Regions from separate parts of the Ovis aries genome. Here region 1 is linked to region 2. A link is a contact called in public Hi-C data. All regions are on one chromosome and are shown on one strand. The core of a region is the stretch at or near the end of the contact, and the rest is flanking DNA. Distances in the headings are between cores, read along the strand shown. Region 1 overlaps SMPX (small muscle protein X-linked). Region 2 has its middle 93 kb from the start of TRNAW-CCA.

Region 1 (5,802 bases), core at 2,417-4,916, 1.1 Mb after region 2:
GTTATGAAGGAGTTGCAGTGAGATGGTGAGGTGGTTCAGGGGTCATTCTGATGCAGCTTCATATGCCATCTGTTTTGTTCTCTGGGCATTATCAGCTGTTTTGTCTTATCCAGGCCATGTGCTCTTCCCATGCACTGGGATTCCCTGCCAACCAGGGGCTCTAAGACCAGCTCAGTTGGTGGTGGAGCCTAGTCCTGGCAATGGAAGCAGCTCTATAATTGGCCCTTAATTGGATTGGATTTGGCTCAGAATGACTCCCAGGCTGTCTGTCCCCTGACAGATAACCAGCAGTGAATGTTGTATAGAATCCTGTAAGGAATCTGGGAGGCCATTTCTTGGCTGTTGCTGACAATGGAGAGCTTTCCAGAAGAGTTGACCTTCAGGGTGATGATCTGGGAGTATCTTAAAGAGAAGTTTTCCCCGGGTCCATTTATCTGCCACCTGGTCTTTCTTAAATTAAGACATCCCAACCTGATTTTCAAATTCCAGAATCAAATACGTGTGTGTGCATTGTGTGTGTGTGTGTATATATATATATACATATATATATATATATATACATACATGGAAATGATACAGTATTTTTTTGAGTTAGGCAGCAAGAAAACAGTGAGCAGAAGTGGAAATTGAGATAGTACTTTTCCTTTGAAATATATCTATAGATATAAGTGGGTAACTTAATCCTAGCTCTCTTTCTCTGTGAGAAAAGTCCCTCTGGGTATAGGCAGAGCCATCATCTGTCCTGTTCTGGCCCATTGCATGGGTTGTAACTAACCCCACCCACCCTCAGCACCTGCTGCACCCTGAATGGTGGTCCTACCTTTTTGATATATTTGAAATGAAAAGTGCTATCTCAACCTATGCAATGGACCAAATCAGGACACATGATGGTTCTGCCTATACCCAGAACTTTTCTCACTGACAGAGAAAGAGAGCTAGGATTAAGTTACCCACTTATATCTATTGATACAGATGAACTTAACTATACTTAATCAAAAATTAGTCTTAAAACAAACTCTCTTGATGATACACATCCCACAGTCTTCTACCCTGAGTGAAGCTGGAAGTCACGTAAGAGTGAACTGCAAATTCAACTCCTGCCCTGCCTGTCTCATGGAACTGTTGTGAGCCTCAGAAGAGAGTAAACACAGAAGTAGGCTGGACTTTTTAAAATCAAGTGCAAGAACTTGTTAATATTACTACTGCAAGTAGCTTCCAGTTAAAAGATGGGATTTAAAACTTGCCATAAAACTCCAAATGAGCCTTTATTTCCTCATTGCCTGGTTCTTGACACCCCCTAAAGTAGCCATTTCATAGAGTCTCCAAACTGCCATGTTATGTGGCGGTTGTATTTGGTACTGACTGCCTACCTGTTTCACTCTTGTTGCAAAGCAGAAATGATTCAGTTATCAAATTTAGTTTCATCAGAAAGAGGGAGAAAACGCCCCTGGAGAATACTAAGAGGAGGGGACTGGATGTGAATGGGGCATAAGCCAGGAGAGGATGTCTTAGAGAAGACACAGGGCCGCTTCTGGATGTTTAGATCAACATGGATCTTGTTTTAGTTTCTGGACCAGACTTCACTAGTATACAGTCTGTGTACAAAAGATTACTAAAAATATGAGATGCCTCTGTTTTTAGCCATTAAGCCCATTCAAAATGCTCAGTAAAATGGTGTCTGAAATGCATTGTTTCCCTTTCCCTTGATAGTAAGAGAATGGCGGCTTGACTCTAAATATTTCTTAAACTGATTTTCTTCAGAGAAAGATCGGAAATGCAAACTGGACATATTTAGTAGTTAAAAGTGGCCAAGGAAGGTGTGGAAATCCCTTGAAGTCTCCAAAGATCAAATGAAAGTGCTCAAGTGAAATGTGTGTAATTTTATTGGCTTTGGAAACAGCAGCTGCTGCAGGTTTTGAAAAATGGGACTGCAGTGCCTCCTTCTGGAGAAACATGGTACTTGCAGATTAGAGATCATCTCAGGAGGTCAGAGACACAAGTCCTCCCAGGGGCTTACAAGGGCCTCGGTGAGCTCAGATTAGTCACAATTACTGGGGTTTCTTTTTCAGTGAGCTTTTTCATATTCCCTGGTAAAATATGCAGAACTCCTCTTTAGAGAGTATTTCATGTAAAAACCAACCAACTGACACTTGGCCTTGGAAGAAAGGGAGGGGGAGCAAAGGGCATGGGCAATTTGTGGGGACTAAAAAGGGAATGACGCTTTCTGGATGCTGATTTGTGCCGGGTGCCCCATCTGAGTCAACTCACTCTCTTTCTATTTGCCTCTCATGATTGAGATAATCATTCCTATTTATAGACATGGCTTGGAATGGTCAGGAACTTGCCCAAGGTCACAGACTTACTACGTGACACAGCGGGAAGTGAAGCGCAAATGTGTCCCACTCTATCTAGCACGTCCAGTGCTCAATGTCTTAAATTAAATTCCTTCTCGTGGTAGCACACTATCATAATAATAGCTGCTACTGTGTACACACTATATGTGTGACTTGGTGTCTCTCAGCCTCGACACTCCTGAAGTTTCTTGTGGGGGGATGTTTGGTGGCATCCCTGGTCCCCACCCACTAGATGGCAATGGTACCCACCCTGTATTGTGACATCCATAAAGTCTCCAAACATTGCTCAGTGACCTTTAGGGTGGTGAGAAAACTTGCCCCCATGAGATAGGTATTACTCTCATTTTTCAGAAAAAGAAACCGTGATGAGCCAAGTCACAGACCAAGAGAATAGCAAAGCCAAGGCATGAACCTGTGCCTGCAGCACCTCTAAAGCATCTGCTCTTCAACCCTCTTTCAATAGAATATCTGTTTTCTAACATCCTGTCTGGAATCTCTGTCACTTGTATTCAAAGGCCACAACTCGTTTTTTTCTTCCTGCTGCAGCCATTATGTGCTAAAGTCCACTTTTACATTGTACCCAACTAGACTGGGAGTCCCTCAGGGGACATTGTCTTGTATCACCTACCATTAGTGTCATAGTGCCTGGCATATAGTAGATGCCCAGATGTTCACTTACTAAAGGAGTGAATTCATTCCAGTTCTTTAATCCTTCCCTCCCATTCAAATCCAGCTCATGGTACTAACTTGCTTTATGAAGAAAAAGGTTAATTTGGCTAAAGTAAATTCCAGGTAGCCCATATATAGATGATTCAGAAATGAAAATCAACTTCAATCTACTCTGAATAAATGGATGTTTGAACATGCAGAATTGAATAACCCTGTTTGGTAAGGTTTCAGGATCCGTTGCCTCCGGAACGAAAGGGCAGCCATGATTCCTATCATTTGTATCTAAAATCAGGGGTCAGGCAAAAGCAAGGCAGAAAAATGTATATTATGTGTTCAGGAATTCAGTTGTGCCTCTGACACTTCAGGGCAGGTCTTCTGGAGTGGAAAGAAGTGCCACTGTCCTTTCTAGAGGCTTCCAGTGACTTCTGGGTGATAAGACAAGTTTGCTTTCTGCTGTTTTCCCAGCAGTCAAGATGAAATTGTTCTGAGCTGCCTTTGTGCCACCTGCCTGGTCAAAAGCGACTCCAGTCTGTCTGCAGCTTAATAGAAATGTCCCTCGGTGAGAAGCCAATTGACTGTCCTGCCTGGGATTAAAGCAGCCACCACCTCGCCCTACACATAAAGCCCTAAACCGGAGGGTGTGGACTGATCGGTCCCCGGGCAGGGAGAGGTGGCGCTAAGCACAAGTTAAATGTGCGGGTCTCGTCGTGACTCCTTCTCCTTCTCAAATGCCACGATGTGTCGGGGGAGTTAAAGCGAGCAGCGTTGTCACGATGCAGCCAAGCCTGATGAGACAGCCCGGAATTCACTTCCCCAGTTTTCTGCGTGGGCTGCACACAGCGTGAGAAGGAATAGAGAGAAAAGGCCTCATGGGTAGGAGACTGCCTCTTGATGACACACAGATGCCTGCCAAGCCCTTGCTCAGCCCAGGAGCAAAGGCGGGCTCTGCAGAGGCCTGGCCTTCCTCGGACCGGCCGCAGCTTTGTCAGCAGCAGGCCAGGGCCACGGCCTCCCAGGCACGGCCCCTACTGCCCCTCTCCGTCCTCCTCCCCTCCTTCCTTCCTTTCCTTTCACCTCCTTGGCCTTTCTCTCATTCTTGCTCTGATATTTATAGACAGTAAGGAACCCTTCCTGTTTTCCATGACCCTTAAAGAGAGCAAATGATTCATGCTTCCAGGCAATATTCTGCCCATTCACCTGACCCCGGCTAGACTCCCTGATCCGTATTTGAATCCCCAAAGCTGGTATCCTCAGCGCCTGGTGCAGGCTTTATGCTCAATAAATGCTTGTTGACTGAGTGAATTCATGCATGAATGGATGGATGAACAAGCAAACAAATGAATGAATAAATAAACCAACATGTCAAAGTTGTGATGTCACCTCTTTGTGTAGATGACAGTTTCTGCAGCCTTTTTAAGCCTTTGCTGGTTTTTCCTGCAACCTAACACAGTGAAATATTGGCAAAACCCAGAAGACTATAACTAAAAGAACATTTTTAAAGAATGCAGTGGGTGCTAGTGATTAAAAGAACTGGCTATGGAGTGTGATATCTGACCTCTGTGACTTACAAGCTGTATGACTTTAGTCAAGTTACACAAACTATCACAGCCTTCTTCCCCCAACATAAATGAAACGGGCATCACAGCATATAGTCTGTATAGTCAGCACAAGGAGTAAATGAAATAATGTATGTGAAGTACATATGTCAGGCATATCACGAGTATATAATAAATGTAATGATGACAGTAAAAATGATGACATGGATGTTAGTGCTGATCCATTAACATGGATGTTAATGCTTCATGCCTAACATTCATATTTTAAAAGACTTGATGAGCTGCTGAGATAACCTACTGCTTTCTGATACATCTGAGAGGAAAAAGTAACCTGTCAAAAATGGTCTTGTTTAAGGCCAAATACTGTAATTCAGGTATGCCATGTATACCATAAATATGCTTAGTTTATCAGTTAACAAAAGAATCATATTTAAGAGTGCTCGATTCCTAAGTCTCTGATTAATGTGAGTTGATTATAAATATTGGGCCATTAATTACTATTCTCTTTTTATTAATGTTTTCATTTCTGTAAAATGCATTGCATTGACTTCTTGGGAAAGAATGTTTGCAAGATGGTCCTAACGTCAGTCTTCGAAGTAGATCAATCAGGGTTACTTACACTCAGCGCAACTAACGTTGAAGATTGGATAATACTTTGTTGGGGAGCGGGACTGTCCTGAGCATTGTCGGACATTGACCAACATCCCTGGCATGTCCCCACTAGATGACAGTGGCACCCCATACCTCTCTGAAGTTGTGACCAATCAGACTATCTCTAGATGCTGCCCTCTATCCTCAGAACCACTGGAGATAGAGTAATGAGTTCTATTGCACTGAGAGCAGGGCAAGTGCCAGTGGTAACTGTCCTTTAGCCCAAGGAAATCTACATGCCAGATTACAAGGGTCTACAAAATTGGGTCCTGAGTCACCTCTGCCTTCTAGCGAGCTGGCCAGAGCAGATGTGCCCTTCTCGGGGCTCAGATCTGCTTTCACCAGTTCCAAATCCCTCCTGAGAATCCACACATTAGGCCTTCCAGATCTCTGTTTTAATAGAAACCATCCAGGTAGCTTCTGTGTGTTTGCTGTAGAGAGCCTCTTAAAGCAACTGTCACCATCAGCTCAAAGACTCCTCACGTTCACCTTCAAGAGTACTTTACACCCACACAGGCTGTAACCAGGGCCTAGAACAAAAGCTTCACCAGGCAGGTTAACAAATGAATAAA
Region 2 (5,813 bases), core at 186-2,685:
AATCTCTGACAGTCATGAGAAAAATGTAGACTCCAGCTCTCTGCAAAGTGACTGCCACATAGGGACCAATTGTCCCTGAGAATGACACACTCCTCTTCACTTATTAACAAGGAGTTGTTGTTTTCCTATATTGTTTGGAATGGGGGTATTGTAGGTATTCACTGACTTAATTTCCGGGTTTACTTTCCTCTTTGAGAGTTTCTATAGCTTATTTTCAAATGTGTTTTTGGTGTCTTTCATTTGCAGTGAAGGAGTTCATTTCTTTTTCCCTTATTTCCAGGTCCTCAGCCTATTCTTTCTCCATGTGATTCTCATGTATAACTTCTCATATCAGTGACATTTCCCACTATATCACTCTCAGTATTATTATTACATTATTGTCAGTAATGATTCTCAGTGGGGAGGGGGCTGTGTATAGCTGGGATACCTCTAACCTTAGAGTCTGATGAGCTTTCAAAAGCCATTAGTTTTCCCAAATTAGCAACAATGAACTGACCCTCACTCTTAGAGTGGGACTTGCTCTCTTTCATACCTTTAAATATTCCTAGACCCTTTCACTTTCTACTTGTCTTTTTTCCTCTTTTCTTTTCTCCCCCTTTCCATTTTCTATTCTCCATCTCCTCCTTCTTTGCTCTCCCTGTTAGAATTCGAATGATCTCCCTTCTACAATGTAAAGTTAAATCTATAACAATGAGAGAATATCCATATAATATAAATTTGATCTGAAAAATGTTAGAAGGGAGTTTTCTTGCATACTAAATGTGTGTATGGTATCTTGGTAGAAAAATATTATTTCCACTTAAAAGCAATGCTCAATCATTGCTGTCATCTGCCCATATCTGAATGAGCATCAGCTGAACAGAGGAGCAGAGGCGAAGTGCAACGACCTATTTAGGATCAACTGAAATCACGCAGATGAAAAATGACTACAATTCCAGTCTCCTTTTTCTAATGACAATCTCTGTCCAAGTGGAGAGAGGTTTTACTTGCCTACTCGTTTCTCAAAGCGAATCTCCATCTGAGATTTAGACTTCTTTAAATGGGGTTTGGAACCTGAGCAGCTATGGTTCAGGTTATCACAGAGGGAATTCAATTTCTCGCGATGCCCTCTTCTTCTTACAAAGCATCCAACTGAGAAAGCTCAGGCAAGGATCAGGAAGAAGGAATCACCGCTGCTCTGTTCACCCTAGTCACCAAACCCATGCTGACCAGGTAGTAATGCAAATGAGCTAAAGCCACCCCCAGCACACTGCTATTCTTAATAAAGAGCTGAAGGAATTTCAAAGGAGGAAAGCATGCTTCTGTATTCCCCTTGGGGCAACATGAATTCTGCTAAGTAGTTCCCTTTCAGAATACACAATGTAGAGTCTATTCTATACCCCTGTGCTTGCTGCCTGGCACAAAATGTACACACAGCTACAGACGTCTGGGTTTGCTTCTCACCAGGGGCTGGTGGAGAGTCTCCAAGCACGTGGGTGAAACTGTGGCGGTGTGATCATAGCTAGCCTGAATCTTGGCTTATGTAACGTAGTCTGTTTGTTGATGGGCTCCCGTTCAATCGGCCCAAGAGTGGGTACTGGAAAACTTGTGCTCAGTCCCAGTGAGTGCTAGACTCAGGCACCAAGAGGTTAAACTGAGAATCTTTAAGGAAATAAACGTGGATGCCTGTGCATGGCCTGGTGAGGAATGACTGGGATGAATAATGGAGGCAGTTTAGGGGGTCTGAATTAGGTGGGGGAGGGTGAGGAGAGTGAAAAAGGAGAAGCAGGGAAGGGAATTATGAAGGGGAAATTCCCTCGCTACTAGCAGCTAACCGTAGATCATTGGAGTTTGTTCCTTATCAAATGTAAGCAGGAACCGCGGAATGGAATATGGCTGAGTGGAATGCTTAATAAAGGCTTTCTCTCACTGCCCTTTCAATCTAAATACTGAAGTAAAGATAAGCAGCAGCTTGCAGGGCTTTTACAAGGAGGCAAAAGAGTAGAAAGACAAGAGTCATCAGTGGAGGATTTGCCACTGTAGGCACAGCTGATTGTACTGTGTTTAAAAAAAAAAAATCTTCATTCGTTTTTAGTCAAAACATTTTGTAAAAAGTATTTCTACTTGCTCTGGTATTCTTGTCCATCTGCCCATCTGAAGCGACCTCACACTGCTTCCGACTATTTCGCTGAGGGTTTAATGCAAATAACCAAAATCTTTCCACTGTTGCCCCTTCGGAGTTGCAGTATTTTCACTTCTCTATAAATACACCCGGCAACAAGGTATTTGGAAAACTCCCCAAGTAACAGAAGTGTTTTGAATTTCCCTTGTGCAAATCTCTCAGTGGATCCTCCATAACCGCTGACTTAGGACTGTAAAGTTGAACATTAATGAGTTCGCTATAGATCTCCCTCCCGCATAAAAAATTCTTTTTGGTATGGTAATTTTGTTTACTTCTCCCGAGAGCCAGTCGTTACCGAAATACATCACTAGAGGGCGGACTTTCACAGAAAATACGCCAGTTCCCTGCTCTGGCTGATCGCGTCTCCTCCCATTTGCAGGATGGAAGAAACAGGTTTTCTTCGGAGGTATTTTCAGTTCAAAAGCAAGTTCTAGAACTTTGGTTTATTATTAGCCTGTTCTCTTACTTGGGTGGAAGGGAAGAGAGAAAAACAGCTCTGTCTGCAACTGTTGTATTCCACCCCGATTCAGTGACAGCCTCAGAAACTGTTTCCAAAGATGATAGAAAAGAGCCCGATCGCGTAGGGACGTGAGAGCACAGGCTCCGGCCTCTCTCAAATGACAGATCGTCTCACGTTACTCAAGAAACCACAAAAGATTCACACCCACCCTCGCCTCCCCCAGGCCTTGTCCTTTTGCAAGTGATTTGCAATCCCAGACAAGTATTATATAACCATGAAGCAGAAGCCTGGAGCTCTGGCTGGTTATTTCTTTCTGAGAAAAGACATTTGAAAAAATCCTGTTATTACAGCACTATCTTAGATGCCTGTGGGATAAACGTTTCTGAGAATGGTTATAAATATGAGGCAGTGGAATTGATCAAAATTTGCATCAGTGCTAAAAACTGTGACCATCTACAATTGTCCAAGGGGGCAGTTTGAATGAAAAGAAGCAGTTTGGTGGGATGGATGGCAAAGCTGGGAAACCCTGGATCTAACCAGAGCAGAGGGCTAACTAGCTAGCTGAGCCTCTTTTAGTTAGTTACTTAACTTCTCTGGGCCTCAGGTCTGGGAGCCCATGATTAGATGATCTCAGAATTCTTTCCATTCTAACAAGTTTTTCTTCTTCCAAGAACACACGTAGATGACATTGTTAATTTGACTCCTCATGGAGAATATAGCAGCATTCATGAATAAATCAAGCATTTTGCAGGATATTATAATATTTCAAACTTTCTGAAGTACTCTATATTTCTTATTTATGAAAATAGCTCATTACTTAGCAATCATTTCTTTAGTGTTTTAATTGCAATCGACCCTGGGGCATTTCAGTCCAGGGAATACTAGAAAAGCACTGTGATGGCAAGGAAAAGAAAAAAAAAACTTTGGTTTGCACCCTGAATCTACCTTAGTTATGTGCCCTTGAACAGGTTGTTTAACCACCTGGACTCTGATCTTTTTCTTCTTTTTCTGGGAAGGGGCAAAGTGATGAGAGGATGAAAAATGTTGGAAGGAAAGTTTGAGGAAAATTATGCAAGTGGATACAACACTAATTTGGGACACACAAGAAAGAGAATAAGATGGATTTTAGTCTCCCTTACCTGCTTGGGCCAGCCTAGAGCCCTCTCTCCCAGACCTCACTATTATAATCTAACTGAGCCACTTTGCATTCCTCTGTGTGTTTGGTATCTAAAGCCTATAAAGCTTGTGGCACATAGGAATAGGTGCTCTGGAAGTGCCAGTGAACATACCCACAGGTTTTTGGTTTTTAAACTGCAAAAGAATCTCTTAAGATTATAATTGGAAATAATGGGTTAACCAGATGGCTGGGCACATAAAGAACCATCAACCGTATTAATATTTGTCATTACTACTAAAATGCCCAACTGATAAAATTATTTAGAGAGTTATTTAACCCCTCAAAACTATGTAATATATAGATCTCTTGGTTAGGTTTAAACTTATAAACTTTAGAGTTATATAATCTTGAATGAAGAAATTTAAGGAAGGCTTCCCTGGTGGCTCAGATGGTAAAGAATTCGCCTGCAATGCGGGAGACCTCGGTTCCATCCCTGGGTTGAGAAGATCCCCTGGAGGAGGGCATTGCAACCTACTCCAGTATTCTTGACTGGAGAATTCCCCATGGACAGAGGAGCCTGGTGAGCTACAGTCTGTGAGGTTGCAAAGAGTTGGACATGGCTGAGCGACTTTCACAAGGAGGAGCAAGGAAGGGCTGGATTGGGAATTTGGGATTTAGCAAATGCAAACTATTATATATATGTATGAGTGAATCACTTTGCTGTACACCAGAACCTAACACATTGAAAATCAACTATACTCCAATAAGATACATTAAAAAAAATAAACTTAAGGCAGGTGTTTTTTTTTCAGAAATGGGATCCTGTCTTTCAAAATGACCTCATCTTGGTCTCCAAAAGTTGGACTTTGGGGGCTATTAGAGTATCCAGTCTTTGCAGCCTAAGGAGACATGTGAGAAATCTTTTATCATGGAAGGTACCGATTTCCACAATAGAGGGTAGTGCTGGCAAGAAGACAGTCCTGGTGCGCAGTGGTGGAAGGGTAGGTTGGGGTCCTGCTGTTTACTGTGGTAGCAGCCTCACAGTCATTCCTGCGACTCCTTGACAGTTCCTATTGCTCAGCTAGAGACAGCAAAGAGAGCGTTATTTAAGAAAGATGGTGAAAGATGGTGCTGAGAAATCCCAGTTGCTCAGCTGAGTCCAGAGGCTGGTGTGTGAAGCAGTGTGTGTGTGTGCCCAGGGACTGGGGTTTTCTGTCTTTCCTTTTGGAGTTCCCGGGCCATCTGTGTGTAGAGCAGACACTCCTGGTGCCCTGGCTGCACCCCTCAGAGCTCAACTCGACTTGCTGCAGGCTGCTTTCTATTGAATGTCTGGGACTCTGTGTCTGAGGTCTTTTTCTGATTGGGGAGTGTGCTCAGTCTGTGCTCAGAGCAAGCTTCTACTGCCCCCAATGCAGCTGTCAACCATAGGAGTTGCTGGAGAACTTTCTCAGTTTCCTTATCTACTGGTTGGATGGACTCTGAGGCATGCTCTAGTGCCGTAGGCTGGCTTCCAGAGTTCCAGAGGATGCACGTTCCTTATTGGCTTTCTTCCCTCCCCTGTACCACTCCTTCACTTCTCTCCTGGTGTGTATAGAGACTGGAACTCTAATCCTTGTTTCTGGGCCTGCTTTGGGAGAACCCAACCTAAGATATGGACACAGGTTTCTATTTCAAAATGTATATGTGATTATTTGCATGCAGAACATGACTTATGGTACCATGTGTATTTAGGTCTGAAAGTGGGTCCTGCCACATAGATGTGTGACTTTGGGTCAAGTTTTTTAAACCCTCCCAGTTTTGATTTGCTTATCTGAAAAAGGTGTAATAATACCTAGTTATTGGAGTGATGTGATGATTGAATGGTTATACATATGAAGTGCCTGGCACAGTGTCTGGCTCATGCTGCTAAGTCGCTTCAGTCGTGTCCGACTCTGTGCGGCCCCATAGATGGCAGCCCGCCAGGCTCCGCCGCCCCTGGTCTGGCTCATAGTCTAAGCTTTTAAATAAGTATCGTCAGTCATTGACTATTACTGTCCTTCTTACCCTCCTAATGTACATAAGAGACCTCTGCTATT

Evidence for each region. Hi-C and Micro-C count contacts between places; a contact is called where the count stands out from the background.
Region 1: a contact with region 2 is called in a Hi-C map of tail adipose tissue, with 14 times the contacts expected there. The contact joins two enhancer-like sites. A contact is called at or near these places in 8 of 16 Hi-C or Micro-C datasets (blood, hypothalamus, mesenteric adipose tissue and 4 more).

What each region holds. Positions count from the first base shown.
Region 1 is chrX:20,060,600-20,066,401 of ARS-UI_Ramb_v3.0, forward strand. The region is part of intron 4 of SMPX (small muscle protein X-linked); the gene reads right to left. Among named protein-coding and RNA genes, the nearest start is that of SMPX, 33 kb to the right of the region's middle. Within about 2 kb of position 3,667, at least 6 of the 54 cell types and tissues checked have an H3K27ac peak or open chromatin away from gene starts, as enhancers often do.
Region 2 is chrX:18,973,881-18,979,693 of ARS-UI_Ramb_v3.0, forward strand. No RefSeq gene overlaps it. Among named protein-coding and RNA genes, the nearest start is that of TRNAW-CCA, 93 kb to the left of the region's middle. Within about 2 kb of position 1,436, at least 5 of the 54 cell types and tissues checked have an H3K27ac peak or open chromatin away from gene starts, as enhancers often do.